3 separate regions of the Mus musculus genome follow, and regions 2 and 3 are each linked to region 1. Evidence: chromatin contacts called from public promoter capture Hi-C data. All regions are on one chromosome and are shown on one strand. The core of a region is the stretch at or near the end of the contact, and the rest is flanking DNA. Distances in the headings are between cores, read along the strand shown.

Region 1 (4,573 bases), core at 1,848-4,347:
AGATGTAGTTCAGTGGTTACAAGTACGTGATGCTCTTCCAAAAGACTAGTGTTCTGTTCCCAGCACAAATGTCGGGTGGCCCACAACTGTAACTCCAGCTCCAGGGGATCTGAAAGCTCTGGTCTCTGAGGGTCCCTACAGTCATGTGCACATACCTACATGCAGGCACGCGTGGGCACACATGTGCACACACATAATTTAAAATAATAAAAATAAATCTTTTTAGAAAATAGTTATATTTGGGTCACTGCCTCAAGAAGAAACTAACTCAGACTGAAAGACAAATGACCATGTAGTTGAAGAAGTAACTTCATTTTTAAAGGGTGGAGATAGTCTGGTAGTAAATTAGTTCTCTTCTCTGCCCTGGGAGATTAGACAAACAATGGATCTAACTAAGAAAATAGACTGACTCATTTGGCTAAGATGCCATACTGAAGTTATAAGCAAACTAACATTAATCATTTTTTAAGTGGGGGGGGGGGTGGATTCTGTATATTGTAGTAAATTTTATGGTCAATTCTGAAATTTCTTATTAAAGAAATACGAAACTCAAACATTGAATTGATAGACATAAAGCACTCTGAATCTGCCTTTTCTTCCCTCACCCTCTGCTGTAAGCGGAGTGACGTATGAAAAGTACCCTGCCATTTATTTGTCAACTCGTCTTTGCTATGGTCATAGCTGATGACAAAAGAAAGGCTCGCCTTTCCTCCTGCTTGCCGTGAACATTTTCCAACTACCTGTCCAAGGGCATTTAAGCGACTAGATGCTTAAGAGACCCGAGGCGGGAGCCTCTCAGTGGGAAGAGATGCTGTATGGGACTATGTAATGGGTCATCAGTGGCTAGGGGTGGAGTAGGGAGAGAAGTGGAATCACAGATCTGGAAGAGACCAGTCATCTGGTTCAGACTGCCTCCAGACAGGTCAGAAGGGGTGTTTGGGTGGGCCTTTTTGCACATCTGGGTTTAGCCTTTCTTGAACTTTTTTAGCCTTTTGCCTTTGACCAAAACTGATCTGTACTCAGCAAGGCATGTGGCGCTTCCTCGTGAAGCTCTTTGGGGAGGATTTAATTGGCTCTAAGAATGGTCCATCCCTTTTCTAGGAGGCCTGTTTCAGGTTTAGGTCATTCCATTGGCCTCACCATCCACGGAAGGGCAGGTCTCCTGGCCATATAATTCCCTGGGCGGAGAGGAAGGGATCCTAAACTATGGTCACACTCTATGTGTTTCTAACAGCCCTTGAGCTGTGAGGACAGGACGTGCTGGAACGGGTGGGACTTGTGAGCTGGAGTTTCAAAGTTTTCATTGTCCACGGTTGAAGCCTGTAACCTGTCTACCTTCCCCTAAAATCGCATCTAGTGCCTGGTTTCAGTTACTGCTAGAAGTGAAACTTCAGGACTTCAACAAACTTAGAATGGCGGCAGCGGGTGAAGATAAATTTTAGCTCTTTCCTCTGCTTCCTTCGGGAAGAAGCTGGTGACCATAAATTGAGGTGCAGGAGGTAATGCTGTTGGGAGCGATCCCGGCCCTCCCCAGTCAGCGCGCGCTCCTTCTCAGAGCCTAGCTCACCCCCTCCCTCGCCCAGCGAAGACGAAGCAGAACTTCCCCTGGGTCGCAGCCCAGTGATATGGAGCAGCTCTGGCGCGGAGCCCTGCTCTTCCCGAGTCGTGGGTGGCGCGGTGCTTGTTTCCCTCTCCTCCCTTTCCGGACCCAAAAGGGGATGTATCTGGGTCAGCCTGGGAGGGGCCGGACCTGCCATGGACAGAGAGGGGGAAGGGGGTGGCGATGACAGCATCTTTCAGGTTTTTGGCATCTGTGGGCTGTGCCTCGTCCAGCCTCTCACCGCTTGCTTGCTCGGTGCTGGGCCATAGCTGACGTTCTGGCGAATCCTGGCCCAAGAGGTGGAAGATGCGGATGGGGTGGGGAGTACCGTTATCCTTCCTATCCGCGTGCCTGCTCGATATACAATGACCATACAACCCCTTCATACTCCCCATTCCCCCGGGCACGCTCCTGGGTAGTGGTGGTGGCGGTGGGGCCCCCGCCCCAGGAAAAGAGCAATGGAACAGTTCAAGGTCGCTGTAAGTTCCTGGTCTGTCCTTTCCGGTGATAAACCACAAGGCTTCAAGCCAGTTGCTGTTCAAGATGCTCCACCCTTGGGCCCAAGCCCCATCTCTACTCTGTAGGGACCCAGGTCCGAGGTCCCGCGTCACTGTATTTTCACTGTACTTCAGCCAGACGCACAGGTTGGACACCCTGCCTGGAGAGATGCAGTCCAAGCCAGGGAGCAGATAGATACCTGGCTGCCTAGGAGCCCCTCTGTCATCTATTGCACTCCCTCAACAGCATAAGGAGGAGCTGTGTGTGCGTAAAAGCCACATCTTCCCAAGGGCGCTTAGACTGAAACTGTTGCTTGAGATCTCCTGGGTCCCAGCCCCTCTCCCCTACTCCCTTCATGTATGGCACACAGGATCGGGGCCATAGGTCTTCATTTTCGGGGCCTAGGCTTTCCTTCTCAACCTGGTCAGACACTGGGTGGTCAGACATGGCAGGTCCCAATTCCCATGAGTATCTATCTCCCAGTGCTCAAAGCAATGAGTTGGAAATCATTTTTGTTTTCTTTTATCCTATGGGCAATTATCTCCTCACCCCTCCCATCCCTTACACACGATCTTGCTCGAACCTCAGTTTAGCAGAAACTCTTAGCCTTGACAAAGTGGAGCCTAGGTTCTGGTGGTGGCCCTAACATACTGTGTATCATTGGCTAGGAACTTCCCAAAAGGTGCTTTTGCCTCTATGTTGCTCCGGGCCACTCCGAGGTTTGTTCACCTCCTCTGCCCCTCCTCACCCGGAGATAGCTCTTGCCATCGTTTCTTCCACTCCTCAATAAAACCCAGTGCCCCCTACGCCCCCGCCCGGCGTAGGCGCCCCCTTCTTTAGCTGCGCCTGGAGGGGAACGGAAAGGACAGGGTGCGCGGGAGGCAAGCAGAGCTCGGGGCTGCCTGCGCTCGCAGTGCTTGGGGAATTGGCTGTGGGCGAGGCGGCCCCGGGCTGCCCTTTATCGCTCGCTGGGCTCGTCTTTTGAAACTTTATCAGTGAGTCTCACCACTAGCCGCAGACGCGAGCGGCGGGGGGGCGGGGGCGCAGAGGCGCCGGCAGCCGTGACGAGGCGCTCCCGGAGCTGAGCGCTTCTGCTCCGGGCACGCATGGCGCCCGCACACGGAGTCTGACCTGATGTAGACGCAAGGGGGTTAATATGAACGTCCCTCTCGGTGGAATCTGGCTCTGGCTCCCTCTGCTCTTGACCTGGCTCACCCCTGAGGTCAGCTCTTCATGGTGGTAAGTCCCCGCATATGGGCGCGGTGCTGATGGATTTTTGGAGATGGGAGTGGGGACCCTACTGGTCGTAGAGACCCTCCCTGGCTGATTCCCAGTCCCGGCAGTTGTGGATTCTGAAACAACCATGTCTTAGCACAGCATCCTAAGCTGAACCCCTTTGCTTTTCTCAAAAACCCATTTTAGCTTTGACAACTCCAAAACAATTCACATGCCCCACAAATGAGGGATTTAATGTTCGCTTGTTTGGAGCCAGCTGAGTGACAGCAAAAGCAGCCAATACCTTATTCCACTGAGAAATGTGCTAGCCTGAGCTGTAACTTCTAGCAGTGTGTGTGTGTGTGTGTGTGTGTGTGTGTGTGTGTGTGTGTGTGAATTCACCTTGAAAACTACAACTGCCTCCCCCCACACCCACGACTTCAAAAACTGCCTCAAGAGAGCTCAGTCCAGGCTGTTGGAGTTGTAGAACCTTAAGCCTGTGATTTTGTATTCTTTCCTGGCCTTCCGCATTCCTCGTGCTTCACCCTAGTGAAGCAGCCTCCAGGTAGAGACTATTGCCTAGATGCAAAACTACTGGGACTGAGGTGCCCATTATGCTACCCTGCTCAAAACTGTCTCCCTAAAGTGTAACTGCTGCTGTCTCAATAGGCGGATATGTGATTTACTATGCGTACACTCTGCCAATCTAGAAATCGCCTCCATCTCTCAACTTTCTGACCTGGAAAAGAGATGGAGTTCTGAGCTCTGAAACTTTCTTGTACATAAAGTTCCAGATCAGATATTAAAGTATTCTGATAACAATTCAGAAAGATTGGCCACACACACACACACACATACACACACGCTCGCGCGCGCGTGCTTTTGTGTTTGACAACGGTAAGGATCTTAACCAAATACAGTACAGGACAAAATCAATGGACTATTTAGATTCCAGAATGCCTGAGAGGAACAGGGAAGCACTGATGGTAAGAGGGGGTGGGGGGTCAGCTCCTTTCTAAGATCTTTGAACATGAAGGCCTTTAGGCTTCACCTTGCTGACACAGGATCAAAGACTGATTTATCAGACTGATCATTTTTTTCAATAAAATGATTATTTCTGTTTCCATGTGTGTATAAACATTATTTACCGCTGGGCATTTTGTCACACTGTCTCTCAGCTGTCACTTAAATATATTTTTTTGAGTCACAGCTGCAATGATTTTATGATTATATAAAATAATGGGAATGCAAAAAAAAGAT
Region 2 (4,392 bases), core at 1,398-3,897, 750 kb after region 1:
TCTTTTCCTGTTTTTGAAAGTAAAAATAACAGATTTAGTCATTCGGTTGGCAATTTTAGTAAATTTGGAATGTACAGGTTTTTTTTTGTATTTTGTTGTTGCTGTTTTTGTTTTTGTTTTTTGTTTGTTTTGTTTTTTGGTTTATGAGACAGGGTTTCTCTGTATAGCTCTGGCTGTCCTGGAGCTCACTTTGTAGACCAGGCTGGCCTCAAACTCAGAAATCCGCTTGCCTCTACCTCTCAAGTGCTGGGATTAAAGGCATGTGCCACCACAGCCCGGCTGGAATGTACAGTTTTATATGTTGATTTAGGCATGTAAAAAAAATCACCTATGTGCGAATGTCCCATATGAGATAACCATACACATGCTTGTGTGGGCCTGCATACACACGAAAGCAAAGAGTTCCACTTCTCTGGCAATCTTTTGGCCCTTTCAAGATGACTGCTTAGAGCCTCAAGCGACTGAATTGGTATTCTTTGTTTATCCTTTCGTCATCTGAATTTATATTTATCTTCCAAAAGACTTCTTTTGGTCTTCAGATTCCTTTCCCTCACAAAGTTACCCTTGTTTCCCAGCTCCTCCATTGCTTGCTCACCATGCTTTCTCACCATTTGGGTTTGTTTCTAAATCCCCCTCCCTGGTGATGGGCAAGCTGAAGAAAGGCTTGTGTTCTCACCCAGCAACACTGAGCACCTAATAGGCTTGGTGTGCAGAACTAGTGAGCTAACACAGCAAAGTGTACCTCGAGACTGAAAGAAGGAGTAAGTTGGATAACTCTTTGAACACTGAGACTGCCCTGGGATGTGGCAATGCCCCATGATGTGAAAAACTAAACGGTGGTATCTAGGGTCACACGTGTCACCAGGACCACCTTGAGGTACCAGCGTGAAAACTATTGTGACATTGGGGATGATTCTTTGAATGAAGTGGGTAACCTTTAACACAAAAAACATTTCTTGGAGGAGTGGGCTAGTTCCCTTAAGACAAGTTTGAGTGCTTAAAAAAGCTTATGATGCATCTTGAACGTGAATAACTTTACAGACATCCCAACATTCGATTGGTTTCCATATTTCTTTTTCTTGTAACTAGATGGCATTTGTGTGTGTGTGTGTGCTTCATAAGTGAAACAATAATGTAATGGCCTATCCCCTTGTTTCATAGCTTAACATTTTATTTGTTCGTGGTAGATGTTCAACCCAATCATTGTAAACACTCCTGTCTCCCCTGGGTTCATGGCTGCCATTTACCAATAGCAAGACTTGAGTGGCTCAGTTCATAGCACTGTTTTACTAAAGTCTGCCCTTCTCCAAGGGTCAGAATGTAAGCGCTGTTTTCTCTGAGATCAACGTTTGTTTTGCCCAAGCACAGATGGTGACTGAATAAAAGTCAATGAAAGGAGGAAAGGACCTGCCCAGAACCACAGGCACGAGTCACAACAGGCCCTGGAGAGAGCAGCCTATGACAGGAAGTGGCCTTCCAGCCCCCACCTCCACACTCAGCTCAGCCTTCTGCATGGAAGGAAAAATCACACCCAGGAAAGAGGCCCTTGCTTCCTTCTGTTTAAACTCTCAGCCGGGACTATTATTCTAAAGAAAGCACACTGCCCTTCAAGATTTCTCAGGTCTTGTTACCCTTGGGAACTAATGTAAGCGTTTTCTCTGCAAATGGGCCCTGGGAAATAGGAAGAGCAGAGAGCAGGTGGCAAAAACTTCTGTAAGCTTCAGAATCAACCCATGTGTCCCCTCTCACCAGATGTGCAGACAGCTGAGGGTAGCAAACAGGATACCCGCAATGAAGGCCAAGGGGATGGCCAGAAATACGGTCAGGAACTTGTACATCACATATTTGCTGATTTCAAAGAGAGCATGGCTGCAGATCCACACTTTGTCAAAGGAGTGTGTAGTCTCAGGCTCTGCAATCAGATCCTCGAAGCCTAGCTGCAGAGACAAGATGCAAGGACTCATGACGTCATCCAACCTGTCGGGGATAGGGTCGGGGTGGGGAGGGAACGAAGTTGGTGGGGGTGGGGGGTGTGGTGGCAGAAGCACTCTAAGAAGGGGAAGTCCGAAGGAAAGGCGACCTGGCTAGAGTATCTTCAGCTTTTCTTAGAGTGACACTGGGCACACAGGAGTTGGACACTGTGTGGCTGTTCAGGGAGCCTGAAGGCTGTGGGACCAGGGCAGAGTGCCAATGGAACCAGCATTAGCAATGGGACCAACCCCCACTGTTGGGGAGAAGGTCAAGAGTCATCCTCCTGCAGCATACAAGGGACCCTTAGCAGCCTCCAGCCTAGATGAGTGATAGCCCAGCCTGAAACTCACCTTGAGATGAGAGTTGAGCTGGTGAGGATCCCGGTCGTGACTCGAGTCAACATACTTCTCAGGATCTGCGTAGTCAACGCCACTGTGGTGGCTGTAGGCGTCATCGGCCATGAAGAGCTGCACATCGGCCTTCTCGGTCTCCAGCCCCATCGTGGCTGGCGTTGCAAGAGTGGCTCGGTCGTTCGGTCCCTAGGCAGCCCTGCCTCCCCTTCCCGTGGCGCTCAGCCCCGCCCCGCCTGGCTTCGCCCTGCCTAGCCTCGGGCTGCCCGGGCGGCGGCCGCTTCCCGCTGCCGGTTCCCGCTCCCAGCCTTGGCTGGCCGAACCCCGCCCCGCCCCGCCGGGCCTGCGGGGAGGGAGGGCACCTCTCCAGTTGTTTGCCAAAGCCCCAAGGAGCCCGGGGAACCGGCTCGATGAGTCATCTCCTGGCTTGGTGAAGCCGGGCAAAGCAGACCTCCCGGGCCACTTGGCTTGCAGTCCGAACAGGGATGCTTAAAGGCAGACAGATTGGTCAGGGAGGTGTGTGTACTGGAAGAAGGTCTGGAGGTGCTAGGGGGCAAGCATTAGGGAAGTCTACATGCATCTACTGGTTGGATTAGAGTTGTGGCACCTGCTCCTCAGAGCTATCCTGAGAGAATGAGATGTTAATTCCTAACTTTTACTTGGTCCCCAACTCACAGCAAGCATTGTAGCTGAATCGTGAGGCTAAGGCGTACCTTGTTGATAGATAATGGACTGCAGCAGCCCTTTCGTTTTGTTTTTGTTTCCCCAGAGTTGGTTATGTAAGTTGTTATAGGAGTTTGTTGCCATCATACCCCAAGGATAGGTCTGCTCTTCTGCCTCCAAACTACAACTAACTTTGGATTTTCCCTTAAATCAGGATTTTGTTCAAAGACTGCAGGAACTAATGCCGTGCAGACAGGTCTGTAATGCCATCGTAGGAGCAGCATAAACAAGCATATAACTACATCATGGTACATGGATAAGCCCGCTGACCATTCTCTCAAGAGCTTCAGTAGGGAGGAGTTGGCATAAAGAGTTTGCCATCTGGTAACCTAAAACTTTGCCTGCGCGAAATAGGAACTTGGTGAGTATAGATATGGAATGATGCTTTCAGTTTGCCCAGACCCCAAACTATAGTACCAAAGAATGGGCATTGCTCTGGACAGCCGGCTTTAGAGCCTGCTGCACAAATCAAATCCCTTGTAGGAAATGGATTTGAAGGTTTCTTTGGAAAAGGAAAGGCTATTTGGGGAGTAATACAAGTTACAAAACAACCAACTAAACAACCTGGGAACTGATCGGAGAACATATTTGGAAGGCAAAACTCTAAATGTCATAGTTGAATAGGGAGTGTATCTTCTTCCACTGCAGTGTGTGGGTCATCATGTCAGTAATGCAGAATGGCGCAGGGTTGAATCCCACGTCCTGGAGGCTTCTTCTCTCGCCCCCTCACCGAGTCCCGTTACTCAAGCTTCCCCCTCCCCCTGATTATACTTTTCCTTCCTGGTTTTATTTAAATCCTTTTTAATTCGAAGGGGTGGTATAGGCCTTACACTCACTGTTTTCTCAGCACTTCACCATCCTGCATTCATTCGGACTTTCTGAGAATCAGATAGGGTCTAGATGCTACGCCCGATGGCAGGAGTTTGAAGGGGAGGCCTTCATGTTGATTTCCAGGGTTTGGAAGAGACAGTTTAGATCCATTTAATCTTTTTGTAAAGCTTACATTTCCTCAAAGTTGTAAGGTCTTTCTCAAGAAGAAGAAAAAGCATGGCTGCAGTCAGGGTGGTGGCCAGACATCTAACCCTGGGGCTTCATCCCTTCCAAGTCTTCCAGATACCTTCACATTTCCATTGTCCTCCTTAGGACAATTGAAAGACCTATTGCAAATAACTGCTGAGTTTTCAAGCAGTGGAGACAGGCCATGGAGAGGTAAAACTGCCATGTCTTTTATTGGGCAGTTACAGTTAAAGATTCATTTGTAAAATTATAGGTATTTATAAAAGTTGTCTCTGAAGCCCATGATAAAAATAGAACCTGACTAGAGTTGGCGTATGCCATGAAGAATTCA
Region 3 (4,155 bases), core at 96-2,595, 840 kb before region 1:
CAAATGGTATCTGGACTTCAGAATAGATGATAAAATAAGATACCCTAACACAATTCAGATTGCTCTCCAAAACTTAAGAAACATCCCTAACTAATACAAAGGGCAATGTCAAAGGCATCTTTCTCCCTGTTGTGTATTTCTCTGCCCATCAAGTGGTATTGTCATTTCCAATGTTGCAAATATATGTAACAACTATGTAAACCAGGCAGTATGTGAAATGTGTGATAAAATAAATAAGCTTGCTACATTATTCACGAACTCCAGGACCAGGGGATCTAGTGCCCGCTTCTGGTCTCAGCCAAATCACGAATGTGTGCCGGGTGATGGTGGCGGCGCACTCCTTTAATCCCAGCCCTTGGGAGGCAGAGGCAGGTGGATTTCTGAGTTCGAGGCCAGCCTGGTCTACAGAGTGAGTTCCAGGACGGCCAGGGCTACACAGAAAAACTCTGTCTCAGAGAAAAGAAAAAAAAAAAAAAAAAAAAAAAAAGAAAAAAAAAAAAAAACCCGAATGTGTAACACAAAAGAAGAAAGGCAACCATTGTCTGCCCAAGGAAGTTTGTTACATTATGTAAAGTTATCAAATTTCTTTAAACAAAACGATGTTATTTATTTTGGTATTTCCAGGTCTTAGAGACTTTGTAATTTCCTTCTTGATGATAGCCTTTCCTCACACACATACACCCTCCCGTGGGGCACAACGCATACCAAGAAGCAAAAGAGCCAATGTAAGAGAAAACAGTGAGCCAAGCAAACATGCGCAAGTTAAGGAGCCAAAACCTATGTGTGACCCTATGCCAAAGACAGTGATGCTGTTCAGGAAACCACAGAATGACACCCAGGTTCTACAGCCCTGACATGCTTTCTCTATAGTTGGAACAGCCAGCTGCCCCAGCTTGTCCTCCCCAGTTCCTCTCTAGACCCTAGGTTCCGGTCACCTGCTTCTTTTGTCCCGCCCATTCACATTGTATTTCTTGCGTTCAAGGTAATCCTTCAGCTTCTGCTCATTGCCAATGGTAGCAGCTTTATGAAGTTTCTTTAAGTGCTTATCTCGAAGGTGATATCCTCCACCTATGGACAGGCTGGGCGGTGCGGTTTTGGCCAGGCTAATGGGCACTTCTGAGGAGTGGCTGTGGGAATCATCTGTCTTCCTCTTTCCCCTGAAGGGGAAGAACTTCTTCATGGTAAGATCTCTAAGTAAGATGTTCCTGGGAATCCTAACCAACAGCCCGGGTCCTCTGCCGCAACCACCTTGTTCACAATTGCCTCTCGATCTGACCAAATCTAGACTTGTGTGCTGACAAGAATCTTTGCCTGGCTATAGCCAGGGACCAAAGCAGCTATATCTGTTGCCTAGAAACTGTGCAGAGCTTCTACTGCGCAGCTGCAGCCTTGATTGTGATCCAGTTAGCGGAACTGGATTTTCATATTTGATTGATTTTGGTATTATGGCCACATACACAATCTTGCCGTTAAATCCTGAGCCTTGGATAGAAACCTATTAGTGTATAGCCCATTTTCCTTCAAGGATGGATGAAATCGCTTGTTAATTTAACCAAATCAATGTGGGTTGAAGAAGGTGGATTTCTGCCCGTGGTGTTGTCTCCGCTTGCATGGTCACGTGCTATAGCTTGTTATACCTATCATCTCTGGATGATCTCAATTTTAAGCACACTTTGTAAACATGCCCCTCATGTTCCACCTTAACTTGTCTACTTAAAAAATTAAAAGTCCGTTGACGACTGAGCTCAATGTATCTAAGGCTCATTAACTCTATTGCTTTTCCCTGCCCTTGTCCACCTTTCCCTGTATGCTCTGTGTTCTACTTAACCAGACTGAATTCCACTCATTAAAATCCCTTCCATGTAAATGTAGTCAGTAAATGTGCCTGTTCTGCTTATGTCCTTTAAACCTAAGCCCTAGTAAACTCTAACCTGTTTTATCTACTCTGAGACTCTGAATAGGACTAAAGGGAACCACCATGCCGTCGGTTTTCCTTTTCAGTTCAAGAACATGACCTTTAAGAAGACTGCTACTCTGTCCATCAACACTTAACTAGTTTCCTACCCCAACTGTTGTCCCTTTCCTCTCCCCTGTTACATCATTTCTCTTCAATGCCCCTTGGCTAATGACTTTGCTTCATAATTGTTTGAGAATCACAGTAGAGAAATTCTACACGAGTCAAATAAACCTACCTAATTACCTGCATCTTATCCAAAGCAATAACAAACAAACAAAAAACCCATCTTGCCATTTTTTTCATGTAGGTTATATGTCCACATTACTATCAAAAGCCAGTATCATTCTATGTGCCCTAGACACTGTAGCCTACCTGATAACATTGCTTAAGTAAAATCTCCCCTGACTTCCTTATGTCTTACAAGTTTACTTCTCTGATCACTAATTCTGATTAGGATAAATATGTGTTAGGATATGTCACATAAAAAAACAAAAGACTTTTGGCTACTTTATAGATTCCCCCTTTCTACCACCCTAATCCATATCCCTTTCCAACCCCACAACACTAGGCAGGAGAGAAAGAATACTAGACTGGAAATGGGGTGTTGGCATCATGAGACTACTTCCTGGTGATTAGGGTATCAAGTTCCTTGAGGCAAATAAATTCCTTCTATGAAATAAGCAGCAATCAACAGCACCCAAACAGCAGCAACAGCAACAGCAAGGGCATCAGCAGCTGCCACCTCTCTTGGGACACTTGATATACCCTCTCAAGGGTTCCCAGAATTCCAAATATAAACTATCTTCACCTTTCAAAATCAGACCCCTGTCAGAGATGAATCATGCATGCTGTGGACAATCTGAGGCAGCCTCATATTAAGATAAAAACAACATTTGTGTGTTTTTAAAGAAACCAAAATCCCCACTACACCTAGATTTGAGTTTCTTTCTTTCTTTTTTTTAATTTAATTAACTAAGTAATTTTTTAAATTTTTAAAAATTTCTTATTAAATATTTTCTTCAATTACATTTCAAACGCTATCCCAAAAGTCCCCTATACCCTCCGCCCGTCCGCCTCCCCTACACACTCACTCACATTTCATGGCCCTGGTGTTCCCCTGTACTGGGGCATATAAAGTTTGCTAGACCAAGGGGCCTCTCTTCCCAATGATGGCCAACTAGGCCATCTTCTGATACATATGCAGCTAGAGACATGAGCTCTGGAGGTACTGATTAGTTCATATTGTTGATCCATCTATAGAGTTGCAGACTCCTTCAGCTCTTGGGTACTTTCTCTAGCTCCTACATTGGGGGCCCTGTGTTCCATCTTATAGATGACTGTGAGCATCCACTTCTGTATTTGCCAGGCACTGGCATAGCCTCACAGGAGACAGCTATATCAGGGTCCTTTCAGCAAAATCTTGCTGACATATGCAATAGTGTCTGCGTTTGGTGCCTGATTATGGGATGGACCCCCGTGTGGGGCAGTCTCTGGATGGGCCATCCTTTTATCTTAGCTCCAAACTTTGTCTCTACAACTCCTTCCATGGATATTTTATTCGCTATTCTAGGGAGGAATAAAGTATCCAGGAGTTGGTCTTCCTTCTTGATTTTCTTGTGTTTTGGAAGTTGTATCTTGGGTATTCTAAGTTTCTGGGCTAATATCCACTTATCAGTGAGTGCATATCAAGTGACTTCTTTTGTGACAGAGTTACCTCACTCAGGATGATATCCTCCAGATACATCCATTTGTCCAAGAATTTCATAAATCCATTGTTTCTAATAGCTGAGTAGTACTCCATTGTGTAAATGTACCACATTTTCTGTATCCATTCCTCTGTTGAGGGCATCTGGGTTCTTTACAGCTTCTGGCTATTATAAATAGGGCTGCTATGAACATAGTGGAACATGTGTCTTTACTGCCAGTTGGAACATCTTCTGGGTATATATATGCCCAGGAAAGGTATTGCTGGATCTATGTCCAGTTTTCTGAGGAACCGCCAGACTGATTTCCAGAGTGGTTGTACAAGCTTGCAATCCCACTAGCAATGGAGGAGTGTTCCTCTTTCTCCACATCCTCACCAGCATCTGATGTCACCTGAATTTTTGATCCTAGCCATTCTGACTGCTGTGAGGTGGAATCTCAGGGTTGTTTTGATTTGCATTTCCCTGATGATTAAGGATGTTCAACATTTTTTC

Evidence for each region. Promoter capture Hi-C pulls out the DNA fragments that hold promoters and counts their contacts.
Region 2: a contact with region 1 is called in a promoter capture Hi-C map of hippocampal neurons, with 2.3 times the contacts expected there. The contact joins the promoter of Cav2 here to the promoter of Wnt2 in region 1.
Region 3: a promoter capture Hi-C map of hippocampal neurons shows a contact between it and region 1, with 4 times the contacts expected there. The contact joins the promoter of Ankrd7 here to the promoter of Wnt2 in region 1. A contact is called at or near these places in 4 of 39 promoter capture datasets (the 3T3-L1 cell line, cranial neural crest, embryonic stem cells and 1 more).

What each region holds. Positions count from the first base shown.
Region 1 is chr6:18,028,969-18,033,541 of GRCm38.p6, reverse strand. It overlaps Wnt2 (wingless-type MMTV integration site family, member 2), which reads left to right and starts at 3,097. Exons shown (of 5, transcript NM_023653.5): 1 at 3,097-3,337. The coding sequence starts at 3,255.
Region 2 is chr6:17,279,440-17,283,831 of GRCm38.p6, reverse strand. It overlaps Cav2 (caveolin 2), which reads right to left and starts at 2,647. Exons shown (of 3, transcript NM_016900.4): 1 at 2,322-2,647; 2 at 1,750-1,937. The coding sequence starts at 2,471.
Region 3 is chr6:18,863,508-18,867,662 of GRCm38.p6, reverse strand. It overlaps Ankrd7 (ankyrin repeat domain 7), which reads right to left and starts at 1,345. Exons shown (of 6, transcript NM_029202.2): 1 at 936-1,345. The coding sequence starts at 1,180.